Regions from separate parts of the Mus musculus genome. Here region 2 is linked to region 1. Evidence: chromatin contacts called from public HiChIP or PLAC-seq data. All regions are on one chromosome and are shown on one strand. The core of a region is the stretch at or near the end of the contact, and the rest is flanking DNA. Distances in the headings are between cores, read along the strand shown. Region 1 has its middle 6.1 kb from the start of Ip6k3. Region 2 has its middle 7.3 kb from the start of Rps10.

Region 1 (3,139 bases), core at 356-2,855:
CCACGCCTGAGGGTGGGCAGATAGGGGTGAACACTGCCTGGCTGGGAACCTCTGGGGGTCCCCCTGGGTCTCCTCATCTGTCTAATGAGCCGACTGTGGGAACTGTATCGTGTTGTTCTCAAAAAACTGTGGTCCTGACTTTACCACTTATATGTGGGCACCCCAGGAGGGAGGAAGAAGGGATCCCACACACTCAGCAGCCACCCCGTAGTCTTCCAGAAATATCTTGCTCTTCTAGGTCTCTCTGGCTTTATGGGTGCTGACTGTCTTGCTGTTGTTCCCCCTACTTGATTCTCCTCTCTCTCTCTCTCTCTCTCTCTCTCACACACACACACACACACACACACACACACACACTGCATATATGCTGTGCATGCTGCAATGCAAAGAGGTCAGAGGTTGGCTTTCGGGATTCTGGTCTTCTTCCACGTGGCACTTGGAAGCTAAACCTAGGATATGAGGCTTGAAGGCAAGTGCCTTTATCTCCTGAGCCGTCCTGCCAGCCCTATACACATATTGGAGGCAGGGGCTGTGTGGTCAAGCTGGGAGTCTTTTTGCCAGTTTGTTGGTGCCAAGAACTGATCTCAGTGTTTTGTTCATGGAAGCTGAGCTACATCCCCACACTCACTCACTTCTGGTCTGGTTTGGTTTTTCAAGATAGGGTCTCTCTGTGTACCCCTGGCTATCCTAGAACTCACTCTGTAGACCAGGCTGGCTCTGAATCAGATCTGCCTGCCTCTGCCTCCCAAGTGCTGGCTCGCTTCACTCCTTGTCTGGGGACTCCTATGCAAACTGCAAGGCCCTGCTGCCTATATGCTGCAGCTCCTGGGAAGCCTGCACCCCATCCCCACAGCCTGTCCCACAGCTCCTCATATGTCTTGAATTTGAGAGATAACCCTAGCTTCAATTATGTACTGTGACCAAATGTACCATTCACGGACTGAATACAGGGTTGGAATGTGTGACCGCCATATTTCCACTGCTTCCGACTCCCATAAGGCCCGGATCAACACTTTCTGGTCACAGTAAAAAATAGGTCAAGTGTGGGGATCCCCTGTCAGCCTGCACCATGTGGGGGGCCCATGTCAGCCGGCACCAAATGTTCTCTCCTTGAGTTGGCATGGCACAGTATTGCTAAGAAAAACCATCCCTGCTTTGCAGATCAGAAACTGGGGCTTGGTGAGAGTGAGGTGCCTGCCTGTGGTGGGTCTCGCGGTCAGTGAAGGTCAGAGCCAGGGATTTGTACCCGGAGAGTCTGCACACACAGTCTAACCCACCAGGCAGTAAGAGGCTGGCCGTGGGTGGAACTTGGGACTAGTTCAATTCTTCTTCTGGCCACCAAGAAGCCCAGAGTGTCCTTTCATCTTCCAGCAGCGTTGCTTTGTCTCTCCTCCCCTGTGAAATGAAAGGACCAGAGCAGGTGGCTCCATGGCCCTGCAGCTCTGATATTCTGGGACTTTCTCTCTGCAGAGCTAGCTCAGGCTGTTAGCCAACAACGCTATTTAAAAAAAAAAAATCAAGGCGGGAAGACACCCTGGGGCAGGGCCCCCTACTTCCTGTATGGCCCAAAGGATGGCAGCCTTTGGGGCAGCCCTGGACTCTGGAAAGAGGAACCAAAAAGAGCCCAAAGTGGTGGTGAATCTCAGCACTCAGGAGGCCCAGCCTGAGGCTCAGGAAACTATGGCTCCTGGAGTTCCACAAACCCAAGCTGTGTGGGGAAGAGACTGGCAAGATCCACCAGCTGGTACTGTACTCAAAGATGATGACCCAAGTTCAATACCAAGCCTCAGGTTAAAAAAAAAAACAAAAAACAAAAAAACAAAAGCCGGGTGTGGTGGCACACACTTGTAATCCCAACTCTGGAGAGGTGGAGCCAAGCAAGATCCCCGGGGCCCACTGCTCAGGCAGCCTAGCCTACTTAGAGATGACCAGGCTATGGAGAGATCCTGTCTCAAAACACAGTGTTGGTGGCACCTGAGGAAGAAGAGCCCCTGTGTTTGTCCTCTGGCCTTCCCTCCACACTCACCCACATGCATACACCACACACACACACACACACACACACACACACACACACGCATCCCCCCCCATCCCCCACACAAGCACAAACTTAAACACATGGAGAGAAAGGAGAAAAAGAAAAAAGTTCTCAGAGATTAGCCGCCTGCTGAGGCTAGGTTCTGGGGCTGGCTGGCCTCTGCCTCGGATGGTGTTGGGAGCTGAGCAACCGCCATCTTGGGGAGTTCACCTGTGCTCCCTTGTTAATCAAGCAGGGCCTGAGGGCTGTTAACAGCCCTCGTGGCAGGTGGGGACCTACACCTGGGTGCACAGTGGATTCCTACCCCCAGTTGTAAAGTCTCAGGGAGCCTAGGGGAGGGGCTCTATGAGACAGCCCTCATGCCTGCTGGGTAAAAGCCTCCCAGATGTTTGTGGAGGAGCACCCACAGCCTGTAACCTTCAACTACACTCTGTCAGAAAGCCCAGTCACTGGTCCACCAGGGTAAACTAGCAGATTCCTGCCTCGGTTTATCACTGGGACTTAAGGCTTAGGCAAAGAGATGAAGATGGCTTAAGCCCCACAACCCACCGAAGGAAAATTAGCGACAGATGCTCTTGGCTTTTGGCCACCACAGAAGACTCACAAATACTCCTCATGGGACGCTTAAGAGCCAAGGGACAACATGGCAATGTGGCCAGCTGTTACGTCCTTGGGGACGATTGCTGACTCTTCCCTGGGTTAAAGATCTACAGAGAGCTCTCTTGAGAGCTGTCTCAGCTTCAAGATCACAGACCCAGGTGTTCTGTGTCGCCCTCAGTCAGAGGTCCTTTACCCTAGTTGTGAGTTTAGAGAAGCAAATTGTCACCTGCTATTACTGGCAAGACCCAGTTTCCTCTGCAGCCGCATGCGGTGTGTTGGGCATTTCTGCTGACAGCCCTCCCAGGACAGAGGTGACTGCTTGAAGCCCGGACAGTTCATTACTGGTTGTCTGACATTGGGGTGTGGAGCGGTGGTGATTGACAGGCTAGGTTTTATAGTTTTGTTTGGGTTTCATTGGCCTTGAACTCATTCATGGCAATCCTCTTGCACCAGCCTCCCAAATTCTGGGATTACAGGGATGAGCCACCACACTCGGTTGAA
Region 2 (3,139 bases), core at 258-2,757, 470 kb before region 1:
ACTCTAGCTGCAGGTTGAGGGTCAGCTTGAAGACATTCCGAGTTCAGGGCAACGTAATGAAATGATGTCATTGGAGATGAACACGGAAGGGAGGGTGGCTCAGCGCTCTGAAGCTCCCAGAGGCTTCTTCATACCTCCCAGGCGGCTTCATGTGAGGCTCCTCCCCTCTGTGAGCGCAGGGGCAGAAATCCCCTTCTTACTGAGGGACCAGGACGCATGTGGGACCTGACCAGAGGCAGGGTCAGGCATAGTGAAGTGGGCCCATCGCCCTAGTACTTGGGAAGCTGAGGCAGAAGTGTGATGAGTTCTTCGAGAAGGGACAGCCTGGGCAATAGTGTGAGTTTCAGGCTAGCATGACCTACAGAGTGAGACTCTATCTCAAAACGGGGGGGGGGGGGGGGGAGGGGCAATAGTGCCCCACGCCCTTGATCCCAGCACTCTGGAGGCAGAGGCAGGCAGATTTCTGTGAGTTTGGGGTCAGCCTGGTCTTCAAAGTAAGTTCAAGCATTGGCAGGCAGAGGAAGAAATGTCTTTTGGAGTTGGAAGTTAACCTAGACTACAGAGTGAGTTCCAGACCAACCAGGGCTACACAGGGCTACTGAAACACTGCCTCAATAAACAAACAAACAAACAAACAAACAAATAAAAAAAACAAAGCCGTTTAATCTTCACCTTGATGTGATAAAACGAGGCACAGAAGACATCTGGGAGAGGCTCAGAGCCCGTTCCTGGTTTAGACACAGCTTCTTCTTCTTCACTGGGGAAGTGGAGCAGCCATATGGCAACAGCCTGGCTGGCTTTGCCGCTGGGGGGGGAGGGGGAGGAGTTGAGGAAGGAAAGGAGAGCGCACTGCTCTCTATCCATCCAGTGACAAGGCTTCAGGGGGCAGCTGGGCTTAGTCCCCCACAGCTATGCCCTGGGCACAGCGAGGTGGGGAAGAAGAACCACTTTGGGGGTTGTTTACATTATTGTTGTTGTTATTTGTTTGTTTTAAATGTGATATATTGCCAAAAAAGATGTAGAATTCCTGATCCCCCTCCCCATCTTACCCAAATGCTGGGGTACAGGTGTGAGCCACCATGCTAAGTGTATAGGGCTCTGTGGTTCTGGGGGCCTCCAACAGAAGCCTCATAACACCCCACCAGACGAGCCACATCCCCAGATCCTTTAAAGTGAGCTGACATGTCCGTCTCCCACTTCATCTGCCCTCAGCTCGTGTTCTGTGAGTAGCGGGGAGCTGTTATGTTAGAGAGATGAGAGTTTCCAGGTCAAAGACAGAGAGAGCCAGCCTCCAGCACTCCGGGGCTGTGAAACGCGTCTTCAGGGCTGCGGCCACCCACGCGGATTATTTATGGTGCTGTCCGTGAGCTGATTTGTGATTTCTTGATGCTCCATCTGGCCCTCACTGGCAAAGCTCCCAGCTTGACTTCCCCTGGCAGGGCCATATGTCCTGCCAGCCCAGGGAGGCCTGACAGCAAGGGGGGTGGGAGGCAGAGGAGAGCTAGTTCCTTGCCACTGCCCTGGCTGCCTGTGCTGGGGCCCCTAGGATCCACCGAGCAACTGCCTGCCTGGGTAGGACTGGGACAATGGGACTCCTCCTCCCCACCCTTTGGTGACATCACTGCCAAGTGTCCTGAACCATGCAGATGGCACTTGCATGGGCTCTGGATTGGACAAGCCTAGACTGGAATCTTTTTTTTAAAAGTAATATATTGTAAATGAGTGTGTGTATGTGTGTATATGTGTATGTGTGTGTGCATGTATAGGTATGTGTTTATTTTTTTTTTCTTTTTTATTCCCACACTCCACCCACAGGTATGTGTTTATTTGTGTATATGTATGTATGTATGTGTAAATGTATGTATGTGTGTATATGTATATGTGTGTATGTATAGGTATGTGTGTATGTGTGTATATGTGTGTAGATGTATATATGTGTTACTTATGTATGTGTGTATGTGTGTATATATGTGCATGTATGTGGGGTTTTTTCTTTTTTTTTTTTTTGGTTTTTTGAGACAGGGTTTCTCTGTGTAGCCCTGGCTGTCCTGGAACTCTCTGTAGACCAGGCTGGCCTAGAACTCAGAAATTCACCTGCCTCTGCCTCCCAAGTGCTGGGATTAAAGGCGTGCACCACCACGCCCGGCTGTATTTGTATTTGTGTGTGTATGTATATGTGTGTATGTGTGTATATATGTGCATGTATGTATATTTGTGTGTGTATGTATATGTGTGTATGTGTGTATATGTGTGTATGTGTGTACATGCATGTGTATGTGTGTATATGTGTATGTATATGCATGTGTTGTGTGTATATGTATGTATGTGTGTGTATATATGTGCATGTATGTATATGTGTGTATTTGTGTGTATGTGTGTGTATTTGTATGTCTATATGTGTGTATGTGTGTATATGTATATGTGTGTGTGTGTATTTGTATGTCTATATGTGTGTATGTGTGTATATGTATATGTGTGTGTGTGTTCTTGTCCCTCACCATGTGTCCAAGCTACCCCCACCCAGTATGGCAGGAGGCTCCACCACTCTCCATTTCACCAGCCTGATCTGGAATCTTCAAGAATGGCAGTGCTCCCTACCACTCTGTTCATCAGAATACAATCTGTGTTCCTCCTCTTGAGTCCCAGAGGGTCTCCAGACTTGCTCCAACATGAGGCTCACAGCTCCTGCTTGCTCTGACATGAGGCTCACAGCTCCTGTTTTTGCTTCTGTCTGGAAGCTTCTACTGGGCTAGAAGGAAGCCCCCATCACTGAACAGTATGTTGCCAGTAGGGGAGAGAGGCCCCAAGCTGAGGCTTTGTGGACCTTCTAGCCTAGTCTACCACCAGCTCAGAGAGCAGCTGTAGGGTCACCAAGATGTGGCAGGCAGGGTTTACCCTGGGTGACCAGTGATGCCCACAATGCAAGAAGGTGAGGACAAACCAGTAACAGCCACAGGGAAACCAGGCAGCCAGAGTAAGAGATGGTGAGGTGGCCCAGGCCTGTCAGATCAACACTCAGAAGGTAGAGGTGAGAGGATCAGGATTTCAGCCATGAGGCCCTGGGTTTGAAACACCCAGAACTCAGCACCACGTCAGCAGCATGTGGCGGTTCATGTCTGCAGCCCAGGATCTGGGAGCT

Evidence for each region. HiChIP or PLAC-seq counts read pairs in DNA pulled down with a chosen protein or histone mark.
Region 2: a contact with region 1 is called in an H3K27ac HiChIP or PLAC-seq map of microglia, with 5 times the contacts expected there. The contact joins two enhancer-like sites. A contact is called at or near these places in 3 of 39 promoter capture datasets (hippocampal neurons, liver and pre-B cells), 1 of 484 Hi-C or Micro-C datasets (the C2C12 cell line), 2 of 115 datasets of contacts at active chromatin or transcription factors (microglia and pancreatic cancer cells) and 1 of 9 other capture datasets (macrophages).

What each region holds. Positions count from the first base shown.
Region 1 is chr17:27,172,302-27,175,440 of GRCm38.p6, reverse strand. No RefSeq gene overlaps it. Among named protein-coding and RNA genes, the nearest start is that of Ip6k3, 6.1 kb to the right of the region's middle. Within about 2 kb of position 1,605, at least 42 of the 459 cell types and tissues checked have an H3K27ac peak or open chromatin away from gene starts, as enhancers often do. A contact at or near this core is called in macrophages and microglia, where this site is marked.
Region 2 is chr17:27,640,984-27,644,122 of GRCm38.p6, reverse strand. No RefSeq gene overlaps it. Among named protein-coding and RNA genes, the nearest start is that of Rps10, 7.3 kb to the right of the region's middle. Within about 2 kb of position 1,507, at least 103 of the 459 cell types and tissues checked have an H3K27ac peak or open chromatin away from gene starts, as enhancers often do. A contact at or near this core is called in macrophages and microglia, where this site is marked.